Linked DNA regions of Zea mays: region 1 is linked to region 2. A link is a contact called in public Hi-C data. All regions are on one chromosome and are shown on one strand. Each heading gives the region's core, a stretch centred on a gene start, on an enhancer-like site or on the middle of the called end of the contact. The rest is flanking DNA. Distances are from core to core; before and after follow the strand shown.

Region 1 (4,036 bases), core at 182-2,681, 230 kb before region 2:
AAGTGTGCTGATCTCTTATTGGGCAGGTTTGAGCCAGAGCGAGTTGCAGGACCTGCTACAGATGGTGCGAAGCTGCTCCTGCAGGCAGCAAACGCAAGACTCAATTATCAACCACAGGAGGCGGAAGAAGGCTGTGAAGAGTAGATGGGATGTTGGATCTAGAGGGATCATGCTTGCTGATGCGTCTGTGATCGTGGTTGATGTATCGTCCTACTGGTCTTCTTTTGTCTAGAGATGGAGTAGCATGGTCCCTTTTTTGCTTCTTGAAAATGTTTTCTAGCTCCTATGTGAGCATTTGTTTGATGACCACTTGAACTTGTCTTCCACATGTGTGGTGTTCGTGGTAGTTTGTGTGTGGCCTGAATCAGGTCGTCAGTTAGCTCGTTTGTTCCTCAGGATGTTGATGTGAACTCCCTTGTATTTCTGTTGTGCAAATAATAGAAATGGGAACCTTCCGTTGGAAAAAACTTCACTGCAAAAACTGTGAGATATCACAATGAATTTTCTTTTCCTTGCTTCATTGCATATTTAACTCCCACTTGTGTCTAAAAAATCTACTAAATTGCATGTTCTTCAGGAAAGCAGCCTGACGATACCCGGATAAAAATCTCAACATCAGAGCCAAAGGATAACCCATTGTGATTCCTTTCAGGCCGTAGTACAGTAATGAATGGACAAATGGAGACGAAGGCATATCATATCTTCTCAACGAACGATCATAAACGGTGGAACTTGACAGAGAAAGAAGGAATGGCAGCACCATGTTGCACATCCTGTCTAACGCAATACTGTGTTATCATGTCAGTGCAAGCTGCTTCGATTTCCAAACCAGAGTGAACTCTTAAGCAACCAAACCATGTCAAGGTTAGGGACATACGTCTGATTCTGACTATTTCAATGCCACGAGTCCACAACAAGACAAGATAGCTAGCACTGCGGACAAATAGAAAGTGGAGGAAGAGGGGATCTTGCTTTGCTTGGCTGCTGCCAAACGAAGGCGGAGTGTCTGGGCTGTCCAAAGATGCGCGTTACGCGACAGCGGAGCAGCGTGTGGACGACCAGCGCGGGCGCCCGGCGCGTAGGATGGGGGGGAGGAGATCAGGTGGGGAGGCACGGACCGGCGCCGCACGTGAGATCTGCGCGCAGCCCTGTGGCGCCGGCGCCGGCGCCGGCCTTGCGGGCAAGCTCAAGCGCTAGGACCGCGAGGCTGGGATGGAGATCTTCCGATCCCGCCAGCACCCGGCGCCGCGACCACCACCCGACCGCCAGCGCCGGCGCACGGCGGCAGCCGACGTTGACGAAGCTCCCGGACATCGTGGAGAAAGCAGAGACGAAGGCTTGTTTGGAAATGGGGGAGAACTAGACCCGACCGAGAGGGATTTGGGCCCTTGGTTGGACCTGCTCGATAGTCTGGGCCGAGTTCCTTTCTTAGAGGGAACGGGCTGAATGCATCGTCCGCTTGCAAGCGGGCCTGGCCATGGCCTCGTGTCCGCGCGAGAATGAATAGAGCTCGCGGGCACATGGCACATGCCACATGCGACAATCCAGTCTCTTTCCTTCCTGTCTGTTTCTGTGGTCGGGCTTCTTCCCCAACCGTTTCCTCCCTCACCTAGCCGTGCCCCTACTACGTGAGATTGGTGTTTCCTATCCGTGTGTTTGGTTGGAGAGAAACTGCATCCACAAATCCTCAAAGCACATTTTGTTTGTTTCACTTCTCTGCATAACCAGGCTGAGCGGGTGCAAGAAACAACAGCGAGCCAGGCCCGCTAGAAACGGACGCTCGGCGCGTACGCGCGCGTGCAGGCGCGGTGCAGCCACGCCCGTACGGTATGTGTTTCTATTCTGCATCCACCATTTATCTTTTCTCTTTCCTATGTGTTCGCAAGGCCTCCTCCTTCAAGCTGAAGGCCGAGCCGTGCTGTGGCCTGTGGTGGTGTTGGCCGTGGGAGCAGCGACGACATTCGCATTGAGTAGCCCGCCCAAGGTCTTCTGCCCGTCCCGGCCTCCACCGACCGTCGCAAGGGCAAAGGCCATATCTCCTCTTCTATGCTGCTCTCAGACTCCACCTTTGGTATTGCTCCTAGCTAAGGTATTTATCTAGACTGAGTCATCATAGTCATCCTGTGGACTACAGTCAGTCATCCCAAAATGTTAGGCAAATTCAATGTCAAGACGCTTTCAAGTTTGCCAAAATGATATAGTGGATGCTGTCTGCTTTCGTAATCAATTTTAGCTTGAGTATTATATTTCAATGTTTGTTCAGAAAAGTGAAAAGATATTTAAGCACACATACATTGATCGAGAAGCTTGCATTGCTCTAAATGATCAATCCCTCAATCAAATAGGTTGATTTGGTGACAAGAGAATAACGTGAGATTGAAAAGGATTGGCGGAGAAATAAACTAAGGTGGAATTGGGTCCGAAGCGTGGCCCATGCAAATGTATATGGATAGATGCAGATGGGCATTTTGGATTAGGGTTCGCATTTCAGAAAAAAAAATGCACAACGCTGCTTGAGGCAGCCGTTGGGGCGCCATGGATCGACTGTCGGTAGCGGCACGGGCCAGGGCGCACGTGGACGGCTGGCCGCACGAGGACTCGACGGCAGTCGCTAGGGGCTCAACCTCGACGCTCGGCATGTGGACAGGAACTGGCCTGCTAGAGTGCGAGCCGCAGGGAGCAAGGGCAGACGCCAGTTAGGGCACCCAGCCACGCCACTGCGGGAAGATTATGAGACAAGACCGAGGAGGCTAATATTTTGTTATGGCGATGGCATTAGGTGGCTTTATACATATTTGAGATTAGAGGGTTTTGAGGATGAAACAACCTAGAACATTAAAAGGGTGCTTGGTTTGAGGAATCACTCCATTCAAGATAAGGTGGTACATTATGAATTCATTACTCAAATTTGATTGGATGATATCATTTCTCATCTTAATACTAACCAACTATAATGAATGAGGTGGTGATGGATCAACTTATTCCAGTCCATAAACCAAACTAAAAAGTGAGGAGTGACTAAACACCCTATAAGATCTTTCTTTCCTCCGGCATTAACACCGATTACGCCACAAGCACAAGTAAATGCTAGCCTAAATCTTCCACAGACGATGCAAACTGATGCTAGTAATAATCAAAATGAAGCATCTATCGAATTTTCTATTGAGCACTAGTACAAAAAGGCTCAAAGCCTGCGGCACCCATATATTTTTACAGGCGGTTTCGGCTATCCACCGACTGTGTTATTTTTAGTGGCGGTTCCTTAAGAAAACCGCCACTAGAAATCGTATTTCTACTGGCGGTTCCTTAAGAAAACCGCCAGTAGAAATCCATGATTTGTAGTGGCGGTTTTCTTAAGGAACCGCCAGTAGAAATACGATTTCTAGTGGCGGTTTTCTTAAGGAACCGCCACTAGAAATCATTTTTATCCTTAATTTTTCGAGTTTTTCAAACGGCCTCGTATGACAAAACCACCAAAATAAAAGTTGTAGATCTCTAAAAGTTATGAAACTTTATAGTTGACAACTTTTTTATTTGAACTCATTTCGGTTCTCAAAAATTGAATCTAAGTATGTCAAATTTAAAATTCAAATTTTGCAAACTACCTCGGATGAAAAAAGTGTCAAAATAAAAGTTGTAGAACTTCAAAAGTTATTTATCTTTGTAGTTGACAACTTTTTTATTTGAATTCGTTTAGGGTCTCAAATAAGCAATTTACACTCAAATGGTTGTAATATGTGGAGAAAACAACTACAAACTAGACACAAGACATGTCATAGACGGAGTGGTAGGGGAGGGTACGCGCGAGGGTGAGGTCGACGGTTCGAATACTAACAACCGCGTAGCGCGCGAATTTTGCGCGAAAAATGCCGCGACTTGCGACTTCGACGGAGACGGGCTGGCGGTTTTATTACGTCGACCGCCAGTGAAAATCGATTTTCACTGGCGGTTTTATTACGCCGACCGCCAGTGAAAATCGATTTTCACTGGCGGTCCTCAGTTACCCGCCTGTAAAAATGATGGTTTCTACTGGCCC
Region 2 (3,738 bases), core at 1,066-3,565:
GGATGACGCCGATATTTTTACCGAGGTATCCGGAACCACGCAAGGTCCTAATCCTCGTTGGTGCCCCTATGCTAAGGGAAGCCCACGCGAGGGCCAAGCACCTCGATCGAGTAACTCCGTAGAGAGTCGCGAGCCTTCTCCACGCGCAAGTGGTGCTCCGCTTCCGGCTCCTCTCGGATGCTCCCCGTCGTCTCCACTATCGAGCTTCCGACTAAAACCGTCGTGTCCCTCGTTCCCTCCGGTACACGGTGGCGGCCGTGACACAAACACGGTTGTCACGTTCTCGCAAGACTCTCACCCCCCCACTCGGTACAATTACAATGGCTCGCGCAAGAGCCGAGGGGTTTTGTGGTTTATCTAAACTCACTCAACTAACTAGGACTCACCTAGAGCAAGTGCTAGAGCGGTCTAACTAACCTAAGCACTTCGCAAAGCACCTATGCTAATCACCAAGTGATTCTATTAAGCACTTGGGTGTATGAGCTCTTGGAAATGTGAACTATGTGCCTTGGTATGTCTCTTGGACTTCCACACCTCCAAATGGTCGGTTGGGTGAAGTATATATAGGCCCCAACTCAAATATAGCCGTCGGAAAGCAGTTCTGCAGCTTTTTGCGGCGCACTGAACATGCCACATGTACTAGCCTTTGAATATAGCCGTTGGAGCTTCTGAAGATGGCGCACCGAACAATGGCGCGCCGAACGGTCCGTTGTGCACCGGACAGCCATGCTCGCTTGTCGTATTTTGGCCATAACTTTTAGCTCTAAACTCTGATTTCGATAATCTTGTACTTTTTGGAAAGCTTATGAAATTCTGTACATCCCAAAGTTGAAGCAATATCAGTTTGAGCAAATTTGGCACACCGGACAGTCCGGTGTGCACTGGACATCCCATATGCTGCTATAGTTTTTTCAGCAATTCCGACTTCGTATTGTGGGCATAACTTTTAGCTCCGAACTCCGATTTTGATGATCTTGGACTTTTTGGAAAGCTTATAAAATTATATACATCTCAGAGCTGAAGCCATGTCAGTTTGAGTAGATTTGATTTTGTGAAACACTTTCAATTCAGTCATCCCTTCCTCTCAATTTTGTCAACTTCACTTTTATTTTGTAGCTTTGTATCTCACTTCTACTTCTTGATGTGTTGGACTCTTAGTATGTATAAAGTGTCTTCAATTGACTTTGTAATGTCTTCTATGGGTCTTATAATGTCTTCTTTAAGGTGTTGCATCCTCAGAGCCTCAGTCCAATTCACTTCGCATCCTGTGAACTACATCACACAAACACTTGGGAAATACATTAGTACACATGTTATGTTGATCATCAAACACCAAAATCTATTGAGTTAAATGGCCCGGGGTCCATTTTCCTTACAAGGTACCTCGGTCTTCTTGACCTTCTCCCTTGCTCTTGGTTCCTTGAAGTCCTTCTTGCCTTCGTCCTTAGTTCAATCAGTTGTCTCCAAGTCATGCACATCGAGTCTCACTTAGTCAATGTCTTCTTGTGATTTCCACAATCCACAGTAACTCAGCCTATGTGGACCATCACACATGTCTCTATGTGTTGAACTTTTCAGGCTTTTCACTTAGCACATGTTCAACACTTAACACGCTGGTTAGACCTTTAATTATGTTGTCATCCAAAACACCAAAACTCACAAGGTAGCTTTCAACATGATTATTATGAAGTGGGGTAAAATGCTTAACAACATTGATTAATGTATGTTAACAACATGGCTGAGCATTGTACGAATTAACTTGTATCGATACTTAACGATACATATATATGAAAAAGTGTTATCCTAATCACCTTGTATTTGTATGGCCCCCTAGTGTATTTAACATCTTCAGTGCAAGGATTCGAATTTCCCTCTTTAGTTGACACACTATCATGGTAAGTCCCTATTAGGCTACGACCAACAGAGTGTATATAGTCACGCAAAACACTGTTTTGCACTGTAGACTACTCTATATATATAAAGTGAAGTTTGAATTTGAAATTAGATATAAGACAATAAGTTGTTGGAGATAATTATGCTATGTTTTTATGGCTTTGGCCGTGCTGTTAGCACGTTATGGGTGATTGGAATGTGATGCTTAGTGTGACTGAGCTTTACAACTATGTGATCATGGACGATATGATTTGGTAGATCCTTTTTCCCCTGAAAAAAAGTTTATACAATAATTGTAGCTCTCCCTTTATCTGAACACCTAAAAACTAAAAGAAAAATGGTCCGTTGTATACTTTCAATTGGCATCTATCTGTTTCTCCGTATGCAGTTGCAGTACATTGGCTACAGTGTCACGGACTCGCGGTGAGCCCCACGGAGGAACGGGCTACCCAAACTCGCCGGATTCCTACCTGTCCCGGCCAACCCACCTCGCCGAACCACTCCACCAACCACGAACCTGAAACCCTAGCCACGCCCATGAGCGACGACGCGACCGCCGCCGCGCCCTCTTCGCCGTCGACCTCCCCTTCCCCATCCTCTGCTTCCTCATCAGGCGCCTCCCCGTCGCCTTCCTCCCCGCGCACCAAGCGCCGCCGCACCGACCGGTACGCTCTCGGTTTCGAGTTCGCCCCGCGACTCGCGCCCTACGAACTCCCTGAGGAACCGCTCCCCGACAAGCACAAGCGCTCCTGGCCCAACTGGACGGAGCGCTCCACCTTGGCTCTCCTCGACGCCTGGGGCGACAGCTTCGTCCGCGCGGGGCGCAGCATCATCCGCGCCGACGAGTGGCTCGAGGTCGCCCGCCTCGTGTGCGCCGCCGTGGGCCGTCCCGCGGGGTATTTCTCTGATGCGCAGTGCCGCAACCGAGTGGACACGCTTAGGAAGAAGTTTAAGAAGGAGAGGGAGAGAGCGCGCCGTGCCGCGCGCCGCTCCGGTCCCTCCCCTTCCAAATGGGTTTATTACGACAAGATGGTGGCAATTCTGTGCCCGACCCCGCCTCCGCTGCCGACCCTGCCTCCGCCTGCCCGTCCCCCTCCGCTGCCTCTCCAGTTGCTGCCTCTGGTCGCAAAGCGCCGCCGCGACAGGCAGCCAGCGCGGCGCTTTCAGTGGGGGATGAAAGCTCCTGAGCGTCTTCTTGGTGGTGCCGGAGACGTCGTAGGTCCCAGGGTTTCAGGGTCAGGTGCGAAGTTGGGTGAACTTGGACCGCAGAAAAATAGTGCTGTTCAAGGGAAGCGGAATGGTTTCATGGCCCTCACAGAGTCAATTCAGAAGTTTGAGGAGGCTTTTGCGAGGATGGAGAGTAGCAAGAGGCAGCACATGGTGAAGGTGGAGCAAATGAGGAGGGATTTGCAAAGGGACCTAGATGCAAAGTGGAGGGAGATATTGGAGAAGGCGCAAGCGGAGATTGGTCGCCTTAGTAATGAGGATGGGGATGAACATGATGTGGACGAAGATGGGGATGTTGGCGATGGTAAGAGATTGGAGGGTGGTGATGAGCAAAACAATGGTGCTATGGATGCTTCTCCTTAGCATATAGCCTAGATGCTTACAAAATGAGGTTGGTTTACTTATCTCAGCAGCTCCAGCTTATGCTAAATGTCATTTTTTTGCTAAAGCAAAACGTCAGGCCATTTTTACTGTAACCTTTATGTTTATCATTACATTTTGATGCTTGAGTAAACTAAAGCTGAATCATTCTTTTATGTGTCTGGAATGTTAATTCGAGTAAACTAAAGCTACATCATCCTTTTATTTCTGTCTGGAGGGGCAATTCGTGAAGGATCT

What was found. A called contact is a pair of places that touch in the nucleus more often than the background predicts.
Region 1: a contact with region 2 is called in a Hi-C map of leaf, with 7 times the contacts expected there. The contact joins the enhancer-like site here to the promoter of LOC100273362 in region 2. A contact is called at or near these places in 3 of 25 Hi-C or Micro-C datasets (ear, endosperm and leaf).

Annotation. Positions count from the first base shown.
Region 1 is chr8:159,564,311-159,568,346 of Zm-B73-REFERENCE-NAM-5.0, reverse strand. No RefSeq gene overlaps it. Among protein-coding and RNA genes, the nearest start is that of LOC541958, 50 kb to the right of the region's middle. Within about 2 kb of position 1,431, at least 19 of the 20 cell types and tissues checked have an H3K27ac peak or open chromatin away from gene starts, as enhancers often do. A contact at or near this core is called in ear, endosperm and leaf, where this site is marked.
Region 2 is chr8:159,331,823-159,335,560 of Zm-B73-REFERENCE-NAM-5.0, reverse strand. It overlaps LOC100273362, which reads left to right and starts at 2,315. Exons shown (of 2, transcript NM_001147801.1): 1 at 2,315-3,511. The coding sequence starts at 2,431. The coding sequence ends at 3,483.